Linked DNA regions of Mus musculus: region 2 is linked to region 1. A link is a contact called in public Hi-C data. All regions are on one chromosome and are shown on one strand. Each heading gives the region's core, a stretch centred on a gene start, on an enhancer-like site or on the middle of the called end of the contact. The rest is flanking DNA. Distances are from core to core; before and after follow the strand shown. Region 1 holds the start of Npas2 (neuronal PAS domain protein 2). Region 2 has its middle 38 kb from the start of Gm35222.

Evidence for each region. A called contact is a pair of places that touch in the nucleus more often than the background predicts.
Region 2: a Hi-C map of cerebral cortex shows a contact between it and region 1, with 4 times the contacts expected there. The contact joins the enhancer-like site here to the promoter of Npas2 in region 1. A contact is called at or near these places in 2 of 39 promoter capture datasets (both in liver), 6 of 484 Hi-C or Micro-C datasets (cerebral cortex, forebrain and liver), 4 of 115 datasets of contacts at active chromatin or transcription factors (fibro-adipogenic progenitors, forebrain, kidney and 1 more) and 3 of 9 other capture datasets (adipose tissue, liver and macrophages).

Annotation. Positions count from the first base shown.
Region 1 is chr1:39,191,108-39,196,615 of GRCm38.p6, reverse strand. It overlaps Npas2 (neuronal PAS domain protein 2), which reads right to left and starts at 2,344. Exons shown (of 21, transcript NM_008719.2): 1 at 1,874-2,344.
Region 2 is chr1:39,062,109-39,067,616 of GRCm38.p6, reverse strand. No RefSeq gene overlaps it. Among named protein-coding and RNA genes, the nearest start is that of Gm35222, 38 kb to the right of the region's middle. Within about 2 kb of position 2,631, at least 17 of the 459 cell types and tissues checked have an H3K27ac peak or open chromatin away from gene starts, as enhancers often do. A contact at or near this core is called in cerebral cortex, where this site is marked.

The DNA.
Region 1 (5,508 bases), core at 1,095-3,594:
TATTAGCACTCAGAAACCTAACCTTGGATAGTGATTACCGACAATCCAGTTGTTTCCCAAACCTATTTATTGAGCATCTACTGTGAACATGGCCTCATGGTGATGAGAGGAAAAGATTGGGATGTGACAGTCCTCAACTTGTCTTTGCTACAAACAGCATGGGGGCGGGGCGGGGGAGGGATATGCTAATGAAACATCCCTGTGAGCCAATGCGGCTTCAAGTACCATTTTCACTACGTAAATGTGAAGCTCCATTAGACACTTGCTATGATGAAGCCAATTAAACTGTTAGAGTAAAGCAGCCAAGAGGACTGACTCACTAGGCTATTTTCAAACCCTTCACAATTTGACCTCTGCTGGGGGAGACGTTGCAGTGTGTGTGGGATCAACCAGAACAGCCTGTGGAAAGTTCACAGTGGCTCTTGGCATCCAGGACAAAGCACACGTGTTCTTGTTTTAAAAATGCATGAAGATTTAGCCCTTTGGCTTCTGAGGATTTACTATAAGGAAAATTCTGGACACACACACACACACACACACACACACACACATAGATCATATACCCAGAATGTATGAGAGAAACCTACGTATTAATTTAGCCTGAAGACATTGGCACTTGAGAAGTAGCTACTAATATAGGTTATCAAGATCTAAGACAGACGCTCCCAAAAGATGGATTTAAATTGTGATTTGTTTTTACTGATTTCATTGTTTTTTACATTTTTATTACAAAGCAGCCAGAAACATAAAGCAGAGACCAAATTGTTACAAACAACTAGGTAAGTTAAAAAAAAAAAAACACCAATTGTTTTCTATATAAAGGTCATCTCTTCAGCTACCATGTGAACATCTATCATACCAGGAAATTTTCCTCTCAACACACTCATTGCAATTGTCTCACTCCATTCTCCAGGCATGTTTAACCCTTGGGCGTGTGTTGTAACATTTTATTAATAATGTGCTTTCTCTAGAGTATATCCTCTCCTACCCCTCAAGATGTAACTCTAGGGAGTAGTTGGAATAAAAACCTTTTCCACATCTGCACAGCGGGATGACCTCCAAATAAATAGAGGTACGGGTTTCTGAGGGGAAATGGCAAAAGAGTAGACTGCTGGGAAACACCAGTACCTCAACTGGTTCATATCTGTCAGTAACGAAAAATTTGCTTTGTAAAATAGTGGCCCAGATCGCAATATCTCTTTTAAAAACAGGATTATATTTATTTAGGGGCTATTTAAAAAGAGATTGGAGGTTATTTCTGGCAACGTTTTCCTTCAGAGAAATTTTAGCAGCAGGAAGGAAGATCAAGCCAGTATTTGCTCTTGAGTCTGAAGGGTGCCTTCCAGGGCTGGCCGTTTTTCATGCAAGCCATAATTAGTTGGCCAGTTCGCTGGATGGGGACTTCTCTGTGAAGAGAGAGACAGGAAGGTGTTGACAGAGCTGAGTCCTGCCAGGAACTGCTTCAGGACTAACTACCTGGAAAGTCCAAATGGGAAATCCCTCCTATAAAAGAAAACCCTATTAAGGATAATAGAGTTCTAGTGATTGAGACAGACTAGCTGTCTCCGCCGACGCAGTTAATAACGACTCAATATTCACCTGTAAAGAAGCAAGCTAACCGCGAACTAGGGGCGGATCCTAACGCAATGGATAGAGAAAAAAAAACCCTAAGCTGGGGCCTCTAGGACCCTTGCAACACCTGTTGAACGCTACAGCCTACAACTTTACGAACTAAAGACTCCCGGATTTAACCTTAGGAGATTCTAGAGTCGGTGGAAATGCGCGTGTATGCTTAAGGTTTCCATCTTGCCTTGTCAACAAAACTGGTTACTAATTATTTATGAACCACAGAGCCGAAAACAAACTTTCTTACCTTAAGCAGTTAAGGAGAGGCGGGCAGAGGGGGGAGGCTGGCTTTGAATTGAGCCTCTTGGTACCTGTCCCTGCCCCCTGCTTCCCACCCTAAGTGGCTTTTTAGAAAAGTCAAGGTCGCACCCCTCCTCTACTTGGGGAGGGGGCACACCTCCCACTAAAACAATGTTGTAGCATCCAACCCGGGGAGTCCCAGGAGCGCAGAGCTGTCTAAGCACAAAGACTGGGCTTTCAGTCCAGCCCTAAGCCAAGTCAGACCCAGGAACGTAGTGACACAAGGGCCCGGCCAGGCAACCACACTCTCCAGGCGTCCCGGGCTCCCTACGCTTCGGGATGCCTGCGGTGGGGCTCTGGAAGGGCAGCGGGCAATCTTGAAAGCTTCTGTCCGGGCACGCAGTACCCCTCTAGCACCCTCGGAGGACCCCCGAATCCCGATGTTTGGGGTGCCTAGTCCTCTCTCTTGGCGAGCAGCTCCGGGAGCCCACCGTCTGTCTGGCTGCAGCGGTTGGCAGGACCCGAAGCCCAGGGCGGCAGGACCCGGAGTGCGCAGGACTCACCTCCCCGCGCCCCAACCCCCGGGTGCCTGCGCTGCGCAGCCTCGCGCGGTGTCGCGCCCGAGCGTCCCTCCCTGCCCCGCGCGTCCCCAGCGCTAGCGAGCAGGTGACCAGAGCCGCGAGCCACGCGCACGTATTCCCACCCGAGATCGTGCGTCCCCAAGCGCGGTGGCCTCTTACCTCCGAGCGGGCCGGGGCGGCCCCGCCAGGCCGGGCACCGACTGGGCCGGGGAGACGCGCCTCCCGCCGCCGCGGGGAGCCGGGGCGGCAGGCGGGCTCGGGGAGCTTCTCCCGGGCGGCGGCGGGAGGCGCTGCTCTCGCCGCTGCCGCCGGGGTCTCGGGGCTCCGCGGCCGCTGCGCGGGTCCCTCGGGTCCTGCGGAAAAGCCCGCCGCTCGCGCCGCAAACTCTTGGGCGCGTAGAGCTGGGGACCGCCGCCACCTCCCCGCCCCGCTGCCGCCTCCTCCTCCTCCCTCTTCTCTTTCTCCTCCTCCTCCCGCTCCCCTTCCTCCTCCTCCTCCTCCTCTTCCTCTTAAGCCTCCAGGCTCCGGCGGCTACCCGCTCCCCCCACCCCCCTACGGTCCAAACCCAGTGTGAGCCGCGCACTCAGCGCGTGCCGCAGGGACGCGGACCCTGCGACCCCCCGGCGACTCTCGGCGGGGCAGACACCGGTGCGCCCCCAGGGCCTCTGCGAGTCCTGCGGGGCTGCTTGGGGAGGGGGGTGTGGGGGTATCGACGTGGGGGTCCGGCCAGTCTGGTCCGGACTGGGCGCGGTGGAAGGGGGAGACTGTGCTTAGTGCGGAACCTGGAAGAGGGGAGGCGAGCTTGACATTTGAGGAGCTGCCGGCCAGGGTCCTGCTAAAGTTGTCACTAGGGGGGTAGCAAAGAATCCGTGCCCCGGGTAAATGGGAATCATCTCAGTGCCCACTGCCACTGTGCTGTCACGGGGTGGGGGTGTTTGCTAGAATGTGATTGTCTTGTCCCCCTCGCCCACGCCGACCTCTAAGGGCAGGCCTCTGCGCTTCCGTGACTCAGGTTACTGGGGACGTGGGTGGGTGAGGGAACACCAGGTGAGAAGAAGGGTCCTGGGATGTGAGAGTGAACGCTGTTCGTGGAATATAGCAGCGGTTGCTAGGGAGGAACGCTCGGTGCCTCCTCCAGGGCGAGCTTAACTGGTCAGGAAAATGGGTCAAGGATCGGCAAGAACCCGCTAAATGTCCCCTTGTAACCCCAGGGCCACAGGTCGGGGGCTGCGGCCAGGAGGCGCCCTAGGAGCAGCGCCGGGCCTCTCCCTCCCCGCCCCCACTGCCCTCTCTCCTTTTGCACCAGTGCAGGAAATGTTCCACTGACCTACATATTTTTCCAAACATACGTGACCTTTTTTTTTTTTCCTGTGGGAGGAGACAGGCGAGAATCCAAGAAAAAGAGAAGCTGTAGAGAGCGGCGCGCGCAAGAACACAGGGAGCCCTTTTCCCAAGCTTCTGCAAACCCCTAGCCAAGACAGATGTGCAGACGGGGTACGGGGAACCAGGCCTGCTGTTAGACTCGCTGAGGGGGTTCTGAGCGCGAATGGGGTGATGGGGAGATTGCTAGCCCCGCGGAAGAGCTCAGGGGTGGCGTGTTTCACCCAAACCCACAACAACCCTCTACTGGCGTCCAGAGATCACGGCAGGCAGGCAGGCAGGCACCTGGCTAGACCAGCCGGAAGAGGGGAGCCACGTCCCCGCGCCAGGTGCACAAAGGCCACCTGCTTTCTGACACCCTTTGAGTTCAATTCCTGGGGCAGAGCTCTGTCTTGGCAGCTCTCTTTGGGTCATTCTACATCTCACATTCCAGCAAGTGGCCTGGACAAGGAAAACGCCCCCATTGGCTCCTGGCTACCTATCACCCTCCCCCTCCCTCTTTCTCCCCCTTCCTCTCCCCCTCCCTCTCCCTCTCCTCCCTCTTCCTCTTCCTCCCCCTCTCCCTCTTCCTCTCCCTTCCCCTCCCTTTCCCTCTCCTCCCTTTCCCTCTCCCCCTCTCCCCTCCCCGTGTGCGTGTGTGTGTGTGTGTGTGTGTGTGTGTGTGTGTGTGTGTGTGTGTCCAGAAGGGGTCTCCGGAGCTTCTGAGGCTTCAGTTCCAAGAGCTAGCCTTAGTCCTGGCTCATGGTGTTCTGGGGCCTGGATTTCTCCTCTCCAGTGCAAACTGGACCTGCACCAGAGGGGCCTTATTTGGACATGCAACCCTACCCAGTCAATTAGATGAAAACACTCACACAGAGGTCCTCCCCTCCCCAGTAAAGTAGGTCATTCTCTTTATTTCCCATTTGTATTATTTTTGTCTAATTCTCCTTCTGAGAAAATAAGCACGTGCACAGAACTCCGAGCATCCTACAAACCCTGCCGTCCTCAGGCTTGTTTCTGACTCAAAGGCTTTTGAGGAAAGAGAAAGTTGACTGACCCCTTGTTAGTTTGGAGTTCCCCTTTCCAGCTAGAGGAGGGAAGTATTTTATTTTCCTTTACTTTTCTCTCTGTTCTTCTGTCCTTTTCCTTTAAGCAAGCAGCCTTTTACTGTGCCTTTAAACAGTGGCTATGACTAATATCCAATAAAGATGAAATTGTGTTTCTAACCAGATTTAATATAGAATTTAGAACTCTCTCTCTCTCTCTTCCTTCCTTTTCTTTCTTTTTTCTTTCTTGTTTTAAAATTTTCTTTGAAAGAGATTCCAACTCCCTCTGGCAGCTTGAAAACCCATTGGGATCTCTTTTAAGAAACTTGACATGGCCTAATTACACAAGTCTGCAGTGTAACAAGTGCTTGAGCTGTCCTGTTCTTATTGGTTGTGAGGAGCCTTCCTGCTTTCTTCCTGTTTGTTATGGAGACTGTGTGAATGTGGTGGTCATACTTATCCCAAGCCTCACCCCTTCTCGAGTGTTTCTTCTCACCCAGGAGGGACTTTGAGTCAAGTGGAGACTGTAGTCCCCAAACAAACGTGTTCTCCCTCCGATTGCAAAGGAGGGCCTCCTGCTCTCTCCGTGCGTTTGACTGTACACTTCCTTCCAGAGCCCTGTGTGGAACACTGAGAGGGGTTTGTGTACACAGGAG
Region 2 (5,508 bases), core at 1,382-3,881, 130 kb after region 1:
AGTGTGGGAGAGAGGCCAGGTCAGGTATTCCTCAGGCTTCGTCTGAGTTGTGAGCTCTATATCTGGTAGAAAACCTAGTCTCAAAATGCAAGGTAAGATGAGCCTGAGACAGACACCTACTTTTGAGCTGTAGCCTCTGTGTACATATGTATGCATATGTACATATGCACCTGCATGTGCATGCACTAACACATGTGAGTACACTCATGTACATGCACACACATTTACAAGCACATACATACACACATGCAAACACATGTGTATGCACATGTGCACACACACACACACACACACACACCAACCAAGATAAGTTGGCGTAGTATGATACTGATCCCCACAGCTGAAAGATGTAGGTAGACCTGAGGCAAAGGAGCTCTCCTTAGGACACATTCCTTGCTCTCATCATCCTCCATTCAGTCCTTACCATATAGAGCCAAGATGGCTGACGAGTGTTCCAGTTTATGTCTTATGTTCTCAGCCGAGAGAGCATCTCTTTTACAAAGGTTGCTCTGTCAAATGTTCAGCACTGAATCTTGGCTGTCTGGTTTAGGTGCTATCTGCATCTAATGCACCCAAATTCATATTTATTAAGAAACTTACTGTCAATAAAGAGATATTTGGTGGTGGGACATCTGACAAGATCGTGATGGTGAAGCCCTCATTAAAGAGCCCTCAAAGAGCTCCCTTTCCTTGCCAGTATGAGCAAGCACAGAGAAAAAATGATGGCTGTCTATAAACCAGAGACAATCTAATTGCACCTTGATCTTAGACTTCCAGCTTCGTGATCAATGAGAAATGAAGTTCTGTCACTTATAAGTTACCTAGTCTATGGCCTTCCATCACAGCAGCCTAAATGGACAGAGGCCATACTTGTGCCTAAGAAAATCTTGTGGCTGCTTAACTTGTGTAAGTTGTTTATCCCCCAAATCAGGGTACAGGTGGGACACCACTCCTAGGCCATGGGCCCAACGAGGCAAAGGACAGGGACATTTCCAATAGAGGTAGAGATGGATGTTGGGACCGCCAAGCAAGTGATGCTTAGCTAGCCCGTGTTCAACATTTGTGTTTCTGAGTCTTCCCCTAAAGGCAATAACTGGGACCATCTGGGCAGTCGCTCTTTCAAAAGGCAAAAAAGAACCTGCCCTAACCAAATGGCTCTCCTTTGTCTCTGTGTCTTCTGAGTAAATGATGAGGAAGATGGCCATCTTTCCCTCTGAGGAGGTCTCCTAGCTTATGGGTAAACATGTTCACCTCAGAAGTCAGAAAACGGAAGTGCATGCCACATACAAATGCTTAGCCTATTCTACTCCTGCAACAAAAATGCCACCACAGGTCCCTTACTGGCCTCACCCTTCACAGTGACCAGAGGCTCTGACCCGAGTCATGCTCCTCAGATGAAGTGAATCACATAACAGGTGTTCATCCATCTCACATGGGCTATAGGGTCTCCTCTCCTAGATCTTTCCACACAGACTCACTCGGGCTTTATAGGTGATGCTCTTGAGTTCTCAAGCCAGGTACCTGGGTGGGTGTCCCCTCCCAACATCCTTCTCAGTCCCTCACCTCAGGCCAATGGCTTGTGCTCTCCGTGCTTCCGCTTGCCTTAGCAATAAATAAACAGATGTAGTTGAAGTACTTAGCACAGACCTGGGGTAGCCACAAAGCATAAGAGGCATCGGCTATTACGATCTGAACTCAGATCGTGACAAGTAAATGAGCTAACACCCATGCAGCACTTAGAACAGCTACTGCCGCAGAGCCAGTGCTCAATCAATGCTATCTCTGGCTTGCTTGCTGGCCAGTCTCACAACCGTGGCTGCCGATATGTCAATATAAAGGACAGTTAAGTGTGACTGTACTTGGGCTTCCCTAGCACAGCAGGCCTTGACTCAGTGGTCACCCAGGGAGCATTAGTAGTTCTGGGGACCTGGAATAGTGCCCAGAGACTGATGGAAACATAATATTGTTCTGTGAATGAAAGTGGGCGTTTGAAAACTTTTCCAGTAGATTCCAAAGGATTCCACCAGGGAGTCAGAGATGAGAACTGTGCCATAGGGAGATTAGTTGGGGGAAAGGATACAACAATTAACACAGTAGGGATATAACTGATGAGAGAGGAGGTGCCTAGGGACTGTGAGTTCAGTAGAGAGGTGCATACAACTTGGAGAGTGCAGATATTGTCCCCTTAAAGAATCCCAATGGGCACCAGATGAAGGACAAAGGCGATCATAGACCCAGCCAAGGGCTCAGTCTCTCCAGGGCAAGCAGAGCCTAGACCACTTAGCTTGCGCAGAGATTGAACTTTCAAAGCTGGGTGGAGAAGGACGCAGTCCCAATCAGCTAATCTGTTGAGACTGGTACCCTACAACCAATACACCCGGCTCTGGCCAAGATAAAGTGTCTTGAGGGATGATTTCCTGAAGGCAAGCACTATGTCTCATCCACTGGTTTGTAGCTGCAGCAAATACTTACAACTTGGCAGGCGTTGTGCCCAGTGAATAAAATAAACACATCTCCTGTTTTGTGGGCCTAATTATCTAGATCAAGGAGAGTATAAAATAGGAGTGCTCCATATGGCCCCCTGTGTGCGGGCTGTGGGAGCTACTGGCTAACATGGTAGGCTGGGAAGCGCATGTGGTTAGAGGATACAGGTTCTAAACAGAACTGGCAGTCATCACACAGCAGCTGTCCTCCATGTGTCTGAATCTCCTTGAAGAACTTTTAGAATGACTGGATTCCAGTCCCCAGCCCTTGGCACCCTGCATCATCTAGGTGGGATCTGAGGATGAGACTCCTCCTGGCTCCAGCTCCATCCAGGATGCAGCCAGCTTCTGACAACCAGCTGCTCTGATACCTAAGACAGAGCTGAACAACTGAAGGAAGGACTCCACAGGGATGGGACAAGACAATGTGGTGGGGAAGGGTGGGGAGGGGTGAGACATAGCTGGGTCCTCAGATCCTCTAATATCTTCTATGGCTTCCTGAGTGTCCTGTCCTGGTGATGTGTCAAGGGAGAAGAGAGGACATTTGGCACTAGGGCAGGGGAAGGGCTCTGAGTGTTTGAATTTTCCCATTTTGAACAAATTTGCCAGGCAGGACATGGTTTGAATTATTATACACCAAAGAATAAGAAGGATTAGACTATGCCCTTTAACCCAAGCTCTTCCAGGCTGGACTTGTTAACCTGAGGGTTTAATGCCGGGTGGCTTTCCTCCCCTATTAACTATCACAGGCTCAGAAGGCACCCCCAAGTTTTAGCAGTGGGAGACCAGTCTCCAGAGCGGCCAGCAGTGCTAAGGGAGGAGTGAGTGATAAGCTCTGTTCATCAGGCTGTGCAGGGCTTGTGTGGAAGGTAGTCTGCCAGATGCGGTGCTCCCTCAAGTACCTCTCCAGAGACACAAACTGTTCCCATGGTAATTTGAGCCAAACAGAGGGGGAAGTGGCTCCTCGATGCACGGTCACTTAGACATAAGTATGATCTTTTTTACATAATTTCCTTTGACTGCATCTGTTACCACAGATCACACCCACCTCCAGAGCACACAGTTCTATTTTTTAAAGTGGAAATTGAAGGAAAGGGCACCTTTATCAAAATATCAAAATTGCCCCCCCTCTTTCTCCTCTCTCTGCTTGGAAGCCATCAGATTGATTCAGCTCAAAGCTAAATATAGGGATGTAACAATGATTTGCACAAGAGCCTTCGAAATCGCTTATAAGCGAGCAAACGGAAAATAGATTATCCAGCAACTACACGGGATAGCATTCGAGACAGCAGCCTAAATCCAGCCACTGGGAGGAAATGAGAGGTATCATACTTTTCCTCAGCCTGGCATCAGCCCAACACCAAAGCAGGGTCACCTCGGATGCTGGGCACAGGGAACGCCATCATTGCTGTTTAGAAGAGTCTTGTGGGAGAGCTGTAGGGAGAAGACGATTCCACAGTGGGCCCTGAAGTGAGTTTTCTAAAAATCAGGTAGTTGACGAGCCACGGTCTGTTTGTCAGAGAAAACGAAGTTGTCACATCTCACAATTCTGAGGCTATTGGAAAAGGCAGGCTAATGAATGCAATGGAAGGCTAGGAAAGATGCTATAAAGCAGCCAGGACCAGAGTCATAGTCAAACAACTCTCCCCATCACCCACCAACTCCTCTAATTAGCCTGGTGTGGAGCACCAGGAACGCTCAGCCTGGCAGGCATCTCCGGCAGCATCCTGAGGCTGGGATGGAGAGGGTCCTGGCTTCTGTGTTATGTCCTAGGGTCCTACTCTATACAAGGTGAGGCCCAGGGATGAATGGGAGGTGATGACCCGAGTTTCTTATCTCCAAGGCTGTGGATATGCAAACTGCTACCCTGCCCTGCTTTTCCTACAGCTTCTGAGCTGAGAAAGGTTTTCTATATCTCAGTTATTGTAAAGTCTGAAAGGAAGCATGTTGTGATGCAGATACATAAGATTTGGGTGAGGGGGCCCATGGTGATGTTCTGTGGGAACACAGCCATTTGTTCTCAGCCTGTCAGCCACCCCACGGCAACTGAGTCGTATAGTTGCTAGAGAGACTGCTCTCTCAGTCCTAGAGAATATCTGGTGATGGGTTTTACACAGTAGAGAGGGTTGCTCAGTTTAGTCCGTTGTTGGGGGGCAGAAAGATCAATAGCCCCATCTGATTGACCTCTGAGGACAGCCTTCTGGCTGTGTCAGAATGTGGTGGCAGGAACACATGTGAAAAGTTCGCACGCTGAGGATGACATAAGAAAAGCCACGACAAGCACCTCAGAGGGCAAGTGCTCCTGGGACTAACCACTTTCCAGCATATTCTATTTCTTAAGGAGCTACCATCTCTCCGTATTGTCACACACAGGAGAACAAGCGCTCAGAACATCAACGTTGGATGCATTCAAACCACATTGATCCACAGTACCTGCAAATATTGACCATGAGGCCATTAATATGTTCACTGGCCCTGGGTCTGTTGACCCCATGCTTAGGACAGCCAGCACTTTCAATTTTCTACCCACAGGCCCCCAGTGCTTCTATATGCAGGATGGATCTCCTCTCTGCTACTTATCAAGGGAAGCTAGAAGCCAGCTATCTACAGTGGCCCAGAGGCTTCTCCCTCAGTATTTTCTGAGGATTCTTAGGATAAGAAGTGGGGCTGGCAAGATACAGGAGGCAGATCTGGGTCGAAGGCCCAAATATGGCCCTCTCTAACCACTATATCCCAGCCAGAACCCTAAGGAGTCCAATAACTTGATGTCAACATTAGGCCGTTTGGGTTGTAAGAAGGTAGGCATTTGCTTTTGAGTATGAGCTGTCCCTTACAAGGCGCACGTATTTAGATTCTTGGTCCCTGGTTGGTGGTAGTGCTTTGGGAAGTCATGGACTTCCCTGAAGGCTATACCGATGTTCTGAAGATTTTCCTCAGGTTCTGGTCTAAAATTCTTCGATTCCTGTCTGCTGTTATGACGTGAGAAGCACCAGCCTTATGTTCTCTATGCTATGAACTCTACCCT